Linked DNA regions of Mus musculus: region 1 is linked to region 2. Evidence: chromatin contacts called from public Hi-C data. All regions are on one chromosome and are shown on one strand. Each heading gives the region's core, a stretch centred on a gene start, on an enhancer-like site or on the middle of the called end of the contact. The rest is flanking DNA. Distances are from core to core; before and after follow the strand shown. Region 1 holds the start of Odc1 (ornithine decarboxylase, structural 1). Region 2 has its middle 23 kb from the start of 2410004P03Rik.

Region 1 (6,946 bases), core at 269-2,768, 510 kb before region 2:
AACTTTATGACTAACAAAAATAAGCAAGGTCACCACTCTTAATAAAAGCTTCTGTCTGGGCCTTATGAAATGGACAACAGCAAGTGGCCAAGTAAAACTCGTTTTTTTCCGTTGTGTGACCCACTTCAGTGCCTGCAGCCTACAGGCACGGAGGCTGGGCAATGGTTAGGAGCCACAATTTGCTCTAGCATGGGACACTATGAGAGGCCCACGGGGAAGAGCCTGCCATAAATCCAAATCCATGCATGGTTAAACATGTTAAGCCTTAATTTAACGAGACTTTTGGCAATGTCAACTTCCGTTAGCTGCCTAAACCTCTCCTAAGTTAAGACTAGAGAAGAGAGCCAGCCAACTCGTTGTATATCATTTACAACTGATGAATGGGCTTTGGCAGTAACTTTGTAATTTTAGGTCTTAAGTATTTTCCAGGCAACCTTCCGGTTTAAACACGAAAAGCTTTGAGATACTGTTTTGCCTTTCTGTAGCTTTGCCTAAATAATATAATAGATAAGATCTGAAAGAAAAATGTTACTAACACATTTTGGTATGGGAAGTAGCTAAATCGTGTCAGACAATTAGCACAAGAAGGTAACTCTGGAAGATATAAGCCAATTAAAACAGAAAAGAATTCCAATCAGTCAAAGTCTGCCCGATCTTAGGTTTGAATAAAACAAACCACTACATTCTTTGTCCTCTCCCAGACATTCCTGACAGGCTCTGCCCCCCACACTTTTTCCAGTTATTGAGGATTCTGAGTAGGGTTTCCGGGACAGCCGGGAACCCGTTTTCCCCTAAACCACTAAGTCATTCAAGGAGTTCTAATTCCAAGTCACAGCTGGTGGGTATTCATTAGCAGTGACTCCCAGACTAAATTTGGTCTACCAACTTCCACTCCGGGTCATCGCCTCTGCTCTGTACACGTAGTGAAACTAAAGAAAGCAGCAGGAAACTAACTGCAGGACCGCTGCTCGCGGCCGCGCTCCCCTGCACCTGCCGCGGGCTTGCCCTCCATCATCACCCGGGCAAGTGGAGCGCTGAGTCCGGCTGACGCGAAGAGGGCTCCCATGGGGGGATCCGAGGGCTTGCAGCCGAGGTCCAGGAGCAGCTGCCTTCAGGGCGGCGGCTCGCAAGGTCACCGGTCCCGGGCCACGTGTCCCCTGCCGGCGGCCGCAGTCCGGGCCTCGCGACACGTGGCCGCACATCCCTCCCGCGTCCCGCTCACCTCACAGCACGGTGGCCCGGCTGGCCTGACCCATGGAGGCGCCGCCGCCAAACCCCGAGGAGCGCCCGTCCGTCCGTCCGTCCGCCCGCCGCCGCCGCCCCGTCAGCCGCCTCGTCGAGCCCGCCGCAGACGCCGACCGGAGGTGGCGCCGAGCTGCTGGCTGAGGGCGGCCGGCGGTGGCGGCTGCAGGGACTGACAAAGCCCGACGGTGCGACGCGCCGCTACTTATACGCCGAGCACGTCGTCATGGAGACGCACCAGCTCAAACCAGCCGCGATCGGTTCCGGCCGGGAGGCGCGGGGGAGGGGCGGGGACTCCGTGGCGGCCAACCCGGGTCCCGGCGCCGGAGGCGGGGGACGCGGGCCGGGCGCGTCAGTGGGGCGGGGCGCAGCGCGTGCCCACCCACCCGCCCATACGCCCCGCGCTCCCCGCCGGGCCTCGTGTCGGACACGCCCTGCGGCAGGCCTGCGCACGCGCACCACATCACCAGTCCTGGCTGCCAGCATGCCGCAGGGCCCTATGGGCAGCGGGCGGGAGTCGGCTGGTGCATGCGCACATGTACCTGGTCGCCAGTCTCTCGCCCCCTACCTCTCCGCCTAGGCACACAATCTCTTCCCCCTCTCCAGGTCCTAACGGCTGAACCCAGACCTGGAAGACTAGCAAAATTCTTCCTCGGCTTTCCATTCAGGGGGTGGTATTCCCTAGCGGGGCAGGCGTATCGCAGATGCAAGCGGAGGATGGATGGGCCGTGAGCTGTGCGCCGGCCACATAGACTAGACTTGGTGGCGCAGACTGACCCTGCATCACGACCCTGTATGCCTAAGCCTGAAAGCTTGCTGAGAGACAAGCCCGCGGAGGCTGACCCGGCCACTCCGTGTTATGTTGGTGGCTTCCAACTAGATGTTAGGCATCAGTTGCATGCTAAGTACGCCTTCTATCTAAGCAAGGGTCGTATTGAAAGGCGTGTTAGGGACAAGGTAAGAGGTGGTGGACAGCCACCAGCTGTCTCTCTTATTCTGTCTTTCAGGGTAGCTACAACTTTGAGAAGCCTGAATGCGAACAGAGTCTGGGCAGTAAATTTGTATCCACCAAAGTTACATTGTTAAAGAACAAGTGGGACTGACTTACATATTCAGTATTGGAAAAACACACGAACACTACAATTTGTTACTATGTATACTATGTATACGATGTTAATGGTTTGTTAATTCTCAGTTAAAACCCCTCTCCCAGCCCAGACGTTGAGATACCATAGCAGTACCAAAAAACTAACTTGAATCACAGCAAAGGAAAAAACTTGAAGCTTTTCAAGGGCCTGAGCAGGGCCAGATGACCCACACCTTTAATCCCAGTACTCAGGCAGAGGCAGGCTTTTGTTTATTTGTTTTTTGTTTGGTTTGGGTGGTTTGTTTTTGAGACCTGGCCTCTCAGTTTAGCCCTGGCTTTAGTGGAACTCTACCTGCCTCTGCCTCAAGAATGCTGGGATTAAAGGTATGTTCCTTCTCTGACCAGCTAAATCTCTTAAGTTTGAGACCAGTATAGTCTACAAAGAGTTCCAGACCAACCACGGCTACATAGTGAGACCCTATCACAAAACAAAGTCAAACAAACAAACCCCACTGGCTTTTCTCCAGAGGTCCCTAGAGAAAATCCACAACCCAGCTCCACTCCCAAACTGTTGTGCAGTTTTGTGCAAGCCTTGGTCTCATGTACCCAAGGGTCTTTTACAACCACAAAGTCCTGGGAGGAAAAACCTTAGTACACACTTCCAAGCCTGGGTCATAGTCCATAGATATTTGTTGAATGAGTGAATGAAAGAACGAGTGATTCACTTCTCCCTGAATCATGGCTTCTGCAGAAAGAAACAAGAGCCACAAAAGCATCAAGCAAGCTGTCCATACAACGATGGGATGGGCATTTCACTCTTCTCTTGGGCACCCTGCTCTTCCTTAGTTTTATATAATCCTGGAGCAGTCACAAGGTACCATGCAGAGCAGGAGAAGGGTATGGGATCCCCTCCTAACAACCCTTTTCTTCCCCAAGGACCAGATTAGCTGTTTTGACCAGTCAAAGAACATACAGCCCCAAGCGTTCAATTAGCATCTTTATCTCTGTGATGGGAGATAATCATAGTGTTTTAGTTTTGGAAACCTTACCTGGGAAGAAGAGCGCAGGTCTTGGTCAGGAAGACCAGGAGACCATTCCAAATTATAAACTACTCTGGCTCTATCACAACTGCCTATGTATGTATGGCACCAACCCACCCACATTCCAATTCCTGCCCAAACCCTCGGGAGGTGGTGTCTTGTACATGATCCAGCTGACTGTCAGGGTGGGGACAGAAGGTAGGGAAGGAGGGGCCCATTTCCTGGGGTAGTGGCCCTGCTAGCTGGTGGTAGACAGGCTCCAGCATGGAGAGGTCCCCAAAGCCGGTCTGAAAGCAGCTGAGCTTGAGTCATAAGACTCAACTACTAACCTGCATTCAAGAAGACAGACCAGTGGTGACTAAACCCAGGCTTAGTCAAACGAGTGGCATTACTGATATTATTTTCACCGGTTCCTCCCTTTCCCTACCCATCTTCCTTAAGAGAAAATCAACAAAGGCTAGGCTACCACTCAACACAAGAGTGCTTGCCCCTTTCTCCCTAGGGGCAATTTGAGGCCCCAAGTTCCATTGCCATTGTCTCTCCAAAGTAAAGCGATGAGACCTTATAAAATGCCAATGTCCAGAATGTTATCCTGACATGCAGTGAGGTGTTTGTGCTAGATTGTGCAGAGGCACCGAAGGATGGATGAAACCAGTGTAGATGCTGCTATTAGCGGTGTTCTCAGTTACTGTCTTATATTCTGGGGCTGTCTCTGACTTTCTTAGGGACTCTCAGCACTTGCCCATGGTAAAATCCTGAATCTCACGCCCCTCCTTGGAGGTGCAAGCTCAGTGTCTACAAGTAGTGATGGTTGGGCCAAGTTCTAAGAGCTCTAACTTTATTTTTTAAGACAGCATCTCATGGAGCTCAGGTCCCTGTGTAGCAGAGCAGAGCCTTGAATGGCTACTGCCTCCACCTCCCAAGTACATGGGGTAGTTACAAATGTAAAGAGGGCCCCTTATGGGAAAAGAATTACATCGCATAAAGGAATAACCAGCAATTGTATACAAATCCATTTACTTGGTATTGGCAAAGTCAAGACAGGGCTTTCATTCATCCATTGGTTCATCCCCTCCTAACAACTCCTTTTTTTCCCCAAGGATGAGATTAGCTGTCGTGACCCATCCGAAAATGTGCAGCCTGAAGCATTGTTTGTTTGTTTGCTTGCTTGCTTGTTTGTTTTAGATAAGGTCTCATTGTTGTATGTGTGGCTGGCCAGGAATCTGCTATATAGATAAGCTACCTGGAACTCACAGAGAGTATGCCTCAGTATGCCTCAGCGGGTATTGAAAGCATGGGCCATCACACCTGGCTTCAAGATAGACTCTTAAAAGAGGAAGAGAGGAGGAGGAATCCGTATCCAAAGTCATATCTGTCTTCTAGGAAAAGAACAGACTAGCCAGACATGGTAGCACACACCTTCAATCCTAGTGCTTGGGAGGCAGAGGCAGGTTCAAGGCTGGCCTGGTCTACAAAGCTGGGCTTTGTACAGCCAGGACTGCTCACACTGAGAAACCCTGTCTTGGAAAGAAAGAAAGAAAGAAAGAAAGAAAGAAAGAAAGAAAGAAAGAAAGAAAGAAAGAAAGAAAGAAAGAAAGAAAGAAAGAAAGAAAGAAAGAGAGAGAGAGAGAGAGAGAGAGAGAGAAAGAGAGAAAGAGAAAGAAAGAAAGAGGGAGGGAAGGAAGAAAGAAAGAAAGAAAGAAAGAAAGAAAGAAAGAAAGAAAGAAAGAAAGAAAGAAGGAAGGAAGGAAGGAAGGAAGGAAGGAAGGAAGGAAGGAAGGAAAGAAGGAAAGAAAGGAAGAGAGCAGACTAAAGTGAGATTCCTAATATTAGGCCACATAAGGAAATTAGCACCTGCCTTGCTAAAGGTGCACAACTCAAGATACCTGGGCAATGGAGAGCAGTCACCAGACAAGTCACATCTGGATATTTGACCCAAAATAGTGTTCCACTGCTGTAACTCACCAATGCTAGACTTGCCCTGAAATTGTGTTGAGTGTCTCCAAAGAGCTAACCCTCCCTCCGAGGCAGAAAGTGTGCCACCTCCACTGATAATCCAAATAATGTGCCCAAGGCAGGGAAGGCAGCTTCCAGGTTGTTCTGAGCAATGGTGGCATCATCAGAAGTGATGGCATTGCTCCAGAGGATCTCTTCTAAGCATCAGACACCCATGTGTACAAGTCTCGGTATTTTTATTATGAAGAGTGAAGTTACATCATGACCCTACCTTACCCAGCCCTGGTAGAGCTTACTGGGATGGGACCAGACAGCAAGCCCAGTAGTGGAAACTGGGACAGGACTTTCCCAAGCCCAGCAGGCTCAGGGGCAGGTCAGTGGCCACACAGGACGTGGCAGTGAAGTAACCCCTGTCCTGAGGTTCATTTTAGTGGCATCTGTGGTTTCTGTGGGAGCAACTGGCTGCTAAGAACTCCCTCCTTATTGTGTATTTTCTAGAATTGGAGACACAAGAATCCGAGTATTTATCTTTGGGTAGTGTGCTCATTCTGCATGTCTGTTGAGTTCCTGTATATAAGAGACAACACTGGTAGGACCAGGTTCCTGAGGGTCTGCCAGGGGCCACTAGAAGGATCAGCTTCTGATTCTTAAAGAAAATGGCATGGTTGCTCTTTTTTTTTTTCTTCCTTCCAAGTGCCTGGTGATAGTCACAAAGCACATTTCTGCTGGGTTTTGCTCTTGTCACTTTTTTTTTTTGGCTGGAGCCACACCTTTGTGGCCCCACCTCTGGGAAGCCCCAGCGCTGACAAGCTTCCCTCCTCCTTTTGTGGTAGGGAACAGTGTCTGGCTGGCCCTTGCACAATGAAAGCTTCAGGAAGGTAAGCACTTTTCCTGGAGACGGTATGCCTGTCAATTTCCTGGCAAGTTGTGGTCAAGAACACCTTGAGGGGCTTCTAGGAAGAGAATCCACATGCGAATGTATCAGCGCAGGGAGGGGCTGTGCTGCGTGACTGGACAAGAAGAGTCTAAGCAGGACCTCCACCTGATGCTCTGTACTTCTATGCCAGGCCCTGTCAGGCCCCAAGGAGAAAGAGAGGAGCCAAGACAGTCCATTCTTTTTTCAAATTTAATTTCATCTATTGCTGTTGTTGTTGTCATTGTCGTCGTCATTGTTGGGTGTGCACGTGCGTGAGCTACAGTGCGCATGTGAGGTCAGAGGACAACCTGCAGCAGTGGGGTTACTCTTTCTACCATATGGGTCCCAGGGATCAAACTCAGGCTGTCATTTTTGGTGACGTGCACCTCTACCCATTGAGCCATTTTACCAACTCCAGAAATCCCATTCTTGAGTAGTTCATGTTCAGAAGGGAGGTCTAGCTTAGGGCTTTCGCTTTGTTGTGTAAGTCACCAGGGACAGTGGCTATAGGGACCCAAAGGCAGAGACATCAGAAATAACAAAGAGAAGATGTGCTGGGCTTAGAGGCATTTAAACAAAGCTGGGATGAGTTGAAAGGGTCCAGGGCAAAACCAAGCCATTTGAGCACAGAGACCTGGCCATGCAAACTCTCCTTAGGGAGAGGGTTGCAGGCTGTGGGTACATGGGCAGCAGCTCCCATTCTAG
Region 2 (5,940 bases), core at 3,197-5,696:
GTGTGTGTGTGTGTGTGTGTGTGTGTGTGTGTGTGTGCACATGCACATGTGTGCATGCATGCTTGCACAATACCCACATATGTCTACATTAGTGTGAGCATACAGGTACACACACCTGGAGATACACCTCTGGCTGTGGCTGCTAGAGTGCTTCTAGAGAGGCTTAACGATAGAAGGGTGACCTGCGCTAAACGTGAGTAGCACCATCCTACAGGCTGAGGGCCGGATTGGATAGAAGGTTAAAAGGGTGGATGGGGCTCAGTGGTTAAGAGCACTGGTTAAAAGGACCTAAGTTCAGTTCTCAGCAACCACATGGCAGCTCAGAACTGTCTATTCTGTAGTCCCAGAGAATCCTATATTCTTTCCTGGCTTCCTGGGTTACCTGGCACACATGTAGCACACAAACTTGCAAGCAAAATACTCATAGCCATAAAAGTAAATGAATTATTTTTAATAGAAAGCTTGAGGACCACCACCTGTATCCATTTCTCACCACTATTTGCTCAGCCAAGATGTGAGGAAGTGGGCTCCTGGTGCTGCCCCTTCCCTGCCACGAGGGGCTGTGTCCTTTCCAGCTGCAAAACACTGGGAGTCCTTCCCAAGCTGTCTCTGCCAGAAACACACCACAGCCATGAGAAAGGTAGCTAACACGGGACATTGGTGCCAAGACGTGGGATCGTTGCCATGGGAAACCTGCTAGTGTAGAATGCAGGCGAGTTTAGAGCTTCAGACCAGGGAAGCAGAGCTTGATCGGCCGTTCTCAAAGCACTGACATGACGTCATCACAGGGTCTAAGAATTCACCCTCCAAAATTAAAAAGGTATGTCTGAGAAAGGTATGGTAGCACGTGCGGGTAATACCAAGGCTTGAGAAGGGGAAGCAGGAGGATCTGAAGTTCAGGGTCACCCTCAGCGACACAATGAGGAGTGACTGCTAAACAGCACAGTGTTCCTTCCGCTCTGAAGTTAAACAGCAGTGCCGGTCACTGGCTTTATAAATCTCCCGCCAACCACAGTTCTTATGGGCAGGTCTGTGGCTCACATATTATGGCTCTTTTTTCCCTTGAAGCCTGTGTGGCTAGACCTGGAATCTCCCACAGTGGAGTGGAGCCCAGAGGAAGAAGAATGTGATTACCGTGTGCTTCAAGCCGCAGGCGAACGAGGACCACACCATCTCTAAACTGAGTCTGGGAGAAAGGATGAAACGCAGAGAGATGCAGCGAACTGGAGCAATTCAGCAGGTGACAGTATGTCACAGGACGAACTGGAGCAATTCAGCAGGTGACAGTATGTCACAGGAGTCGGAGACCGAGGATAGAGCTTACAGCTTCCACCCAGCAGCGCCCAGGGGAACCGTCAGGCATGTGGAATGTCACACACTGTATAACGAGAGGTTTCCTGACCAAGCCCTAAGGAAGCCACAGTTGACTGCATCCTGCTTGGGATGTGCTTAGAAGAGACCACCCCTAAAAGGAGCCCGATAGTGAAAGGCCATGCTGAAACCAGTCATCCCTGTGATATTATTTATTATTATTGTTATTATTATTGTTATTATTATTATTAATCCTGATGGAGTCAATTCGTTTTCATGGAGTTTTTAGTCCACTCGCTGCTTCCTGGGTTAGCCATCTGAATCAATTAGCAGTTGTTAATTGCCTGCTGAGCACCAGACACCGTGTTTCCGAATCCATCCACTCAATATTCATCGCCCTGGGGTCCAATAAAGAGGCTTCCCACAGGCTGAGGTACTCAGGAATCCCAAGCAGGCAAACATAGGCCCCAAAGTACATGGGTCATTGTCAAGAAGTAACCCTTCCCCTCAGGACTGATGCTTAAATACCCCTTGCCAGTCACAAATCGAGATAGCAAGGACAGGTATATTATACCCTTGTCATAGCCAACCTGGCCCCCAAGTAAGGAGTGCCAGCCACCTCCGGAATGCATGGGTGGGTTGGATTAGATGTCAAGTCAGGGATGAAGCCAATCCACAGGCGTCCCACTGAGGACCAATTGACCATGCCAGAGTCTGTGGCCAAGCTTCCCAGCTTTGTACTCTAAGATGTGGTTCCAAAAGCCTCCCTAGAGGGCACAGAGGGAGAAAGAGTCCCCCAGAGTGTCTGCACAAAGCACGCACGACCCTAGGCCTGAGCAGCAGCAGCCCAGAGTGGCACCCCTCTCAGCAGGAGAACAGGATGCATGAGTGGAGCCCGGGGGGTGGGGGGTGGGGGGTGGGGGGTGGGGGGGGGTGAGGACAGTTTGTCCCTGTGTCACCAGGACATCAGGATGTGAGGCTGGAAACAGTTCCTGGCTCCAGGATTCAGGACTTTAGACTTTCCCAGTCTGTCACGTTGAGCCTAGCATGGCATCCATCATCAGGTCACCTCCAGGTGCTGCTGTGGCTTTGGCAAGTCCTAGCACTATTTGTGATACAGCCACAGCCACAAGGGGTGTGTGTGTGGAGGGGGGGGGGTGTGTCTTCCTTGACTGTAGAGGTAGAGGCAGGAAGGTAAGTTCAAGTTCATCTTCATCTACATGGAGAGTTCAAGGCCAGCCTGGGCTATGTGAGACTCTGTTTCAAAATAAAATTTCTCTGGGAGTTAAGGAGAAAAACTTCTGGAAATTCCAGGATGAATACCCAGCCCCACCCAGGTCTCACAAAATAAAAGGCTTTCAGGACATAAGCATGTCTAACACATCTCTATCTGGAGGTTCTGTCCTGCAGGGGGTGCTGTCCATCCACAGAGCACAGGGCTGGTAGTTGAAGTCTCAGGGTACTCCAGATCTCTGCCTGTCACACGGGTGTTTCAGGACCACCCTTCCGGTGTGCTTTCTGTTAAAGATGGTCTTGAATGGCAGAGAGAATTCTTCAGCTCTCTCTAAACTGGGGTTTTAAAAAGCTCTTAGTGTGAACAATCTTCTTAGGTGAGTTGGGATAAGTCACCTCATGCCTGTGAGATCAACACTGCACCTCTCCAGTTGCTAATTGTGGCCACTGTGCCTTCAGTGAGGCTACAGCCTGTTTTACAACTCTTGTAGTCACTGAGGCCTGAGAACGCGGTGTTACAACAAGCTGGTGCCTGGGAACACGGAAGGCAGAAGAGCCGGGTATCTCCTCTTTGACTCTCCTGGGCTCCATGCTGGGGATTCCCCCAGATTGCCTATCTGTCACCTCAAATCCCCATGTATCCCCCAGAAGAGATACACAGAGTCCTATCACCCCTTGGGCAGAAGAGCTCAGGACCATGTGGCCTGTTCTCTTTCAGACATGCCAGTTTCTCCAGTTATGTTATCAAGAAAGCACAAAATCCTCAGGCTGGCTAGCTACCCCAAGGGCAGAGCAGGACAATGCTTTGAGATTGTCCCCAGCACTGAGTTAAAGGAGGTAGCAGGTCAAAGCATCACACGTCTAGATGTGAATTTGGAAGACAGTACGAAAAGGTACTTTCTGACATCACCAGGAACAACAGATATGCGAATGCTAATTATTTATTAAATGAATAGATTCACCCGGACCATGGGTGCCAGGGGACGACGCCAGCCTCTCTTACAATTGGGAGTATTCACTGGGCTCTAGGAAGTAAGCTCAGCCCTGGGCTATCTAATGGCATAGCCGCTCCATTTGAATCCCACCTACACCAAGGATCTTAAGACAATGCCTGTCCCTCACAGGTTAACCCCCAAGGACCATTCCCTTCGCAGCAACTTAACATGCAACCAGAGGCCCGGAATTAAAATGTCTCTCGTTTTCTTTAGCCACATGGAAACGCTAATTATAGCATTCAGTCTCCAATGCATATTTATTTTGTTCATTGCTAGCCTCAGCTTGTAATGAGGAGTTGGTGCATCCAAGTTTTCTCCAGCATATTCTGGGTCTGCAGGTGACTGAGGAAATGAAGGGTGTCCTCTGTTTCTATAATTATGTCATCGTGTTACAGTTAATGTGCATAGCCAGGACCATGGGAGACACGCAGAATGTACCGGGCCAGTCCACACCCTACAGGGAAGGTTCTTGCACAAAAGCACAGAAAGGGAGCAGCCAGCCCCTAGCCAGGTGTTGACCCTAGAGGAGCCGTTTCACTGCGGCCAGGGGACTCAAGGTACCTCTTTTGTGAGCTGGTTATCAGTCCTCCCAGCTGGACCGTACATACTTGCCAATGAGTGAAGTGTTCAGGGCAGACAAATGAGAGAATGAAAACCACCTTGGTTGACTTCGGGGCTGTCATTCCTAACAGCCCATCGCTTACAATGTAAGAGGACCCAGGGTGCTCACATCCCCGGTGGAGAGACCAAGGATTTGAATCTCTGCACCTTCCGTCTGAGGTCCAGCTGGAGCGTCTGAGGCGAGCCAGTCTGTCTGCCTTTCTGCCAAGTGCCGTGTGATCATGCTCACTGTCTGCTCTGCGGCTGCTGTGTGGTTATGTAGAGATGCAGTCCACATGGTTCTGCTGAGGGCCCCACAGACAGTGTGCTTCCGGTTTCTACCACACCCTCTCTGTTCTTCACTCAGCCAATCAGATATAGGGTCTTCTTAAAGCCACAAATAGCAACAATGGGTCTGTTTGGCCTTTTCTGCTGCTTCAAAGTACAAAGAGGCCCGCTTGCTACTGACTTCACAAATGGGCTTCATTTCTTCTCGGTGGACACTTATCGTCCCTCAACTAATGCTTGGTCGGTAATGGCGATAGCTTCATTTGTGCAGAGCCCCAATATATATATATATTATACACACACACACACACACACACACACACACACACACACAAGGCACAGAGAGGATCTGTAGCCTATGTATGAACTCAGGAATAGATTGCTGGTGCTCAGGATTCAATCACTGCTCAATAGCGCCACCTGCTGGGAAGGAAGTCCTCAACGCAAGAGTTTTTTTTGTTGTTAGAAGAGACTTTAAGATGAGAGAGAAAACTGAAGTTATTTGGAGTATCACAAAAATATCCAGAATAGCGTTTCTCAATATGCTTCCCAAGGCTCCCGTAGGTGCCGTGTTGGTGTGTCTAGAATTTTCTAGGAGAGAGTCAAAGCGTGTTTCCCTTTGACGCTAGAGAAAGAGTCAGCCTCTTGGTGACCCAGTGACCAGAGGATGACTTTCATTTTCAGGCCTGTGCTTCTGGGGTGAACTCCCTGGCACCAGTGGTAGATGAACAGATAACAGGCTATGTCCTCAAGGGACTCCTGGGGATGCAGAATGGGCCAGAGGAAACACAGCCTTAAAGAGTGAAAGATTAGGAGGGGTACCCTCGATAGCAGAAGAAAGGTCATGAGCCTTCCGGTCACATGGGTGGTATGGGAAGAAGGGTAGAGAGGCAGGCAGTACATGCAGGGAGCAATGGCAACCACATCCTTTGTGGTCCACGAAGTTTAGAAAGTTGAAAGCTGAGGCAAGAACCTGTCCTGATTCTTATTTGAGACTCTTGGAAAAGGGCGTCTGCCCTTCCCACCCCATCTCCATAGCCTGGCTCTCCATCACCATTAGGACCATGGTGCTTGGGAAACACACTGGGTCAGTGACTGGTCCTTAGAACCCGATGTGCTCCACAGGACATGGAGGTGTCCCTAGGTGGAGCCAGGAACAAGGAGCAGTGGAAAGCTTAACATGGGCACCTTTTCCAATAGCACTACCCATGAGGTCTGTCGAGCTAGGGACCAATGCAAGTGCCACCCATAGATCAGGACATCTACAGCAGCCAGGACACTGGCCAAAATGGACGGCAGGGTTCTCCAAACCACACATGACAAAGGTTACAACTTCTACCACAAACTCCAGACGCCTGAGGCAGAAAGGAGGAGACCTAACCTCTCAGCCTCTAGCACCTAGGACCATCAAGGACTTGGAGACCAGGGTTCTTCCCCCTGCCAATCTCCAGGTATGCAGGAGAACAGGGAATCTGTACCTTACACAACACCACCAAGAGACTATGTCATCCAA

Evidence for each region. A called contact is a pair of places that touch in the nucleus more often than the background predicts.
Region 1: a contact with region 2 is called in a Hi-C map of the G1E-ER4 cell line, with 5 times the contacts expected there. The contact joins the promoter of Odc1 here to the enhancer-like site in region 2. A contact is called at or near these places in 3 of 39 promoter capture datasets (the 3T3-L1 cell line, the C10 cell line and cranial neural crest), 2 of 484 Hi-C or Micro-C datasets (the G1E-ER4 cell line and the N1E-115 cell line) and 1 of 9 other capture datasets (liver).

Annotation. Positions count from the first base shown.
Region 1 is chr12:17,539,445-17,546,390 of GRCm38.p6, reverse strand. It overlaps Odc1 (ornithine decarboxylase, structural 1), which reads right to left and starts at 1,518. Exons shown (of 12, transcript NM_013614.2): 1 at 1,223-1,518. It overlaps Gm22748 (a small nucleolar RNA gene), which reads right to left and starts at 245; the gene lies at 110-245.
Region 2 is chr12:17,032,162-17,038,101 of GRCm38.p6, reverse strand. No RefSeq gene overlaps it. Among named protein-coding and RNA genes, the nearest start is that of 2410004P03Rik, 23 kb to the right of the region's middle. Within about 2 kb of position 4,446, at least 77 of the 459 cell types and tissues checked have an H3K27ac peak or open chromatin away from gene starts, as enhancers often do. A contact at or near this core is called in the G1E-ER4 cell line and the N1E-115 cell line, where this site is marked.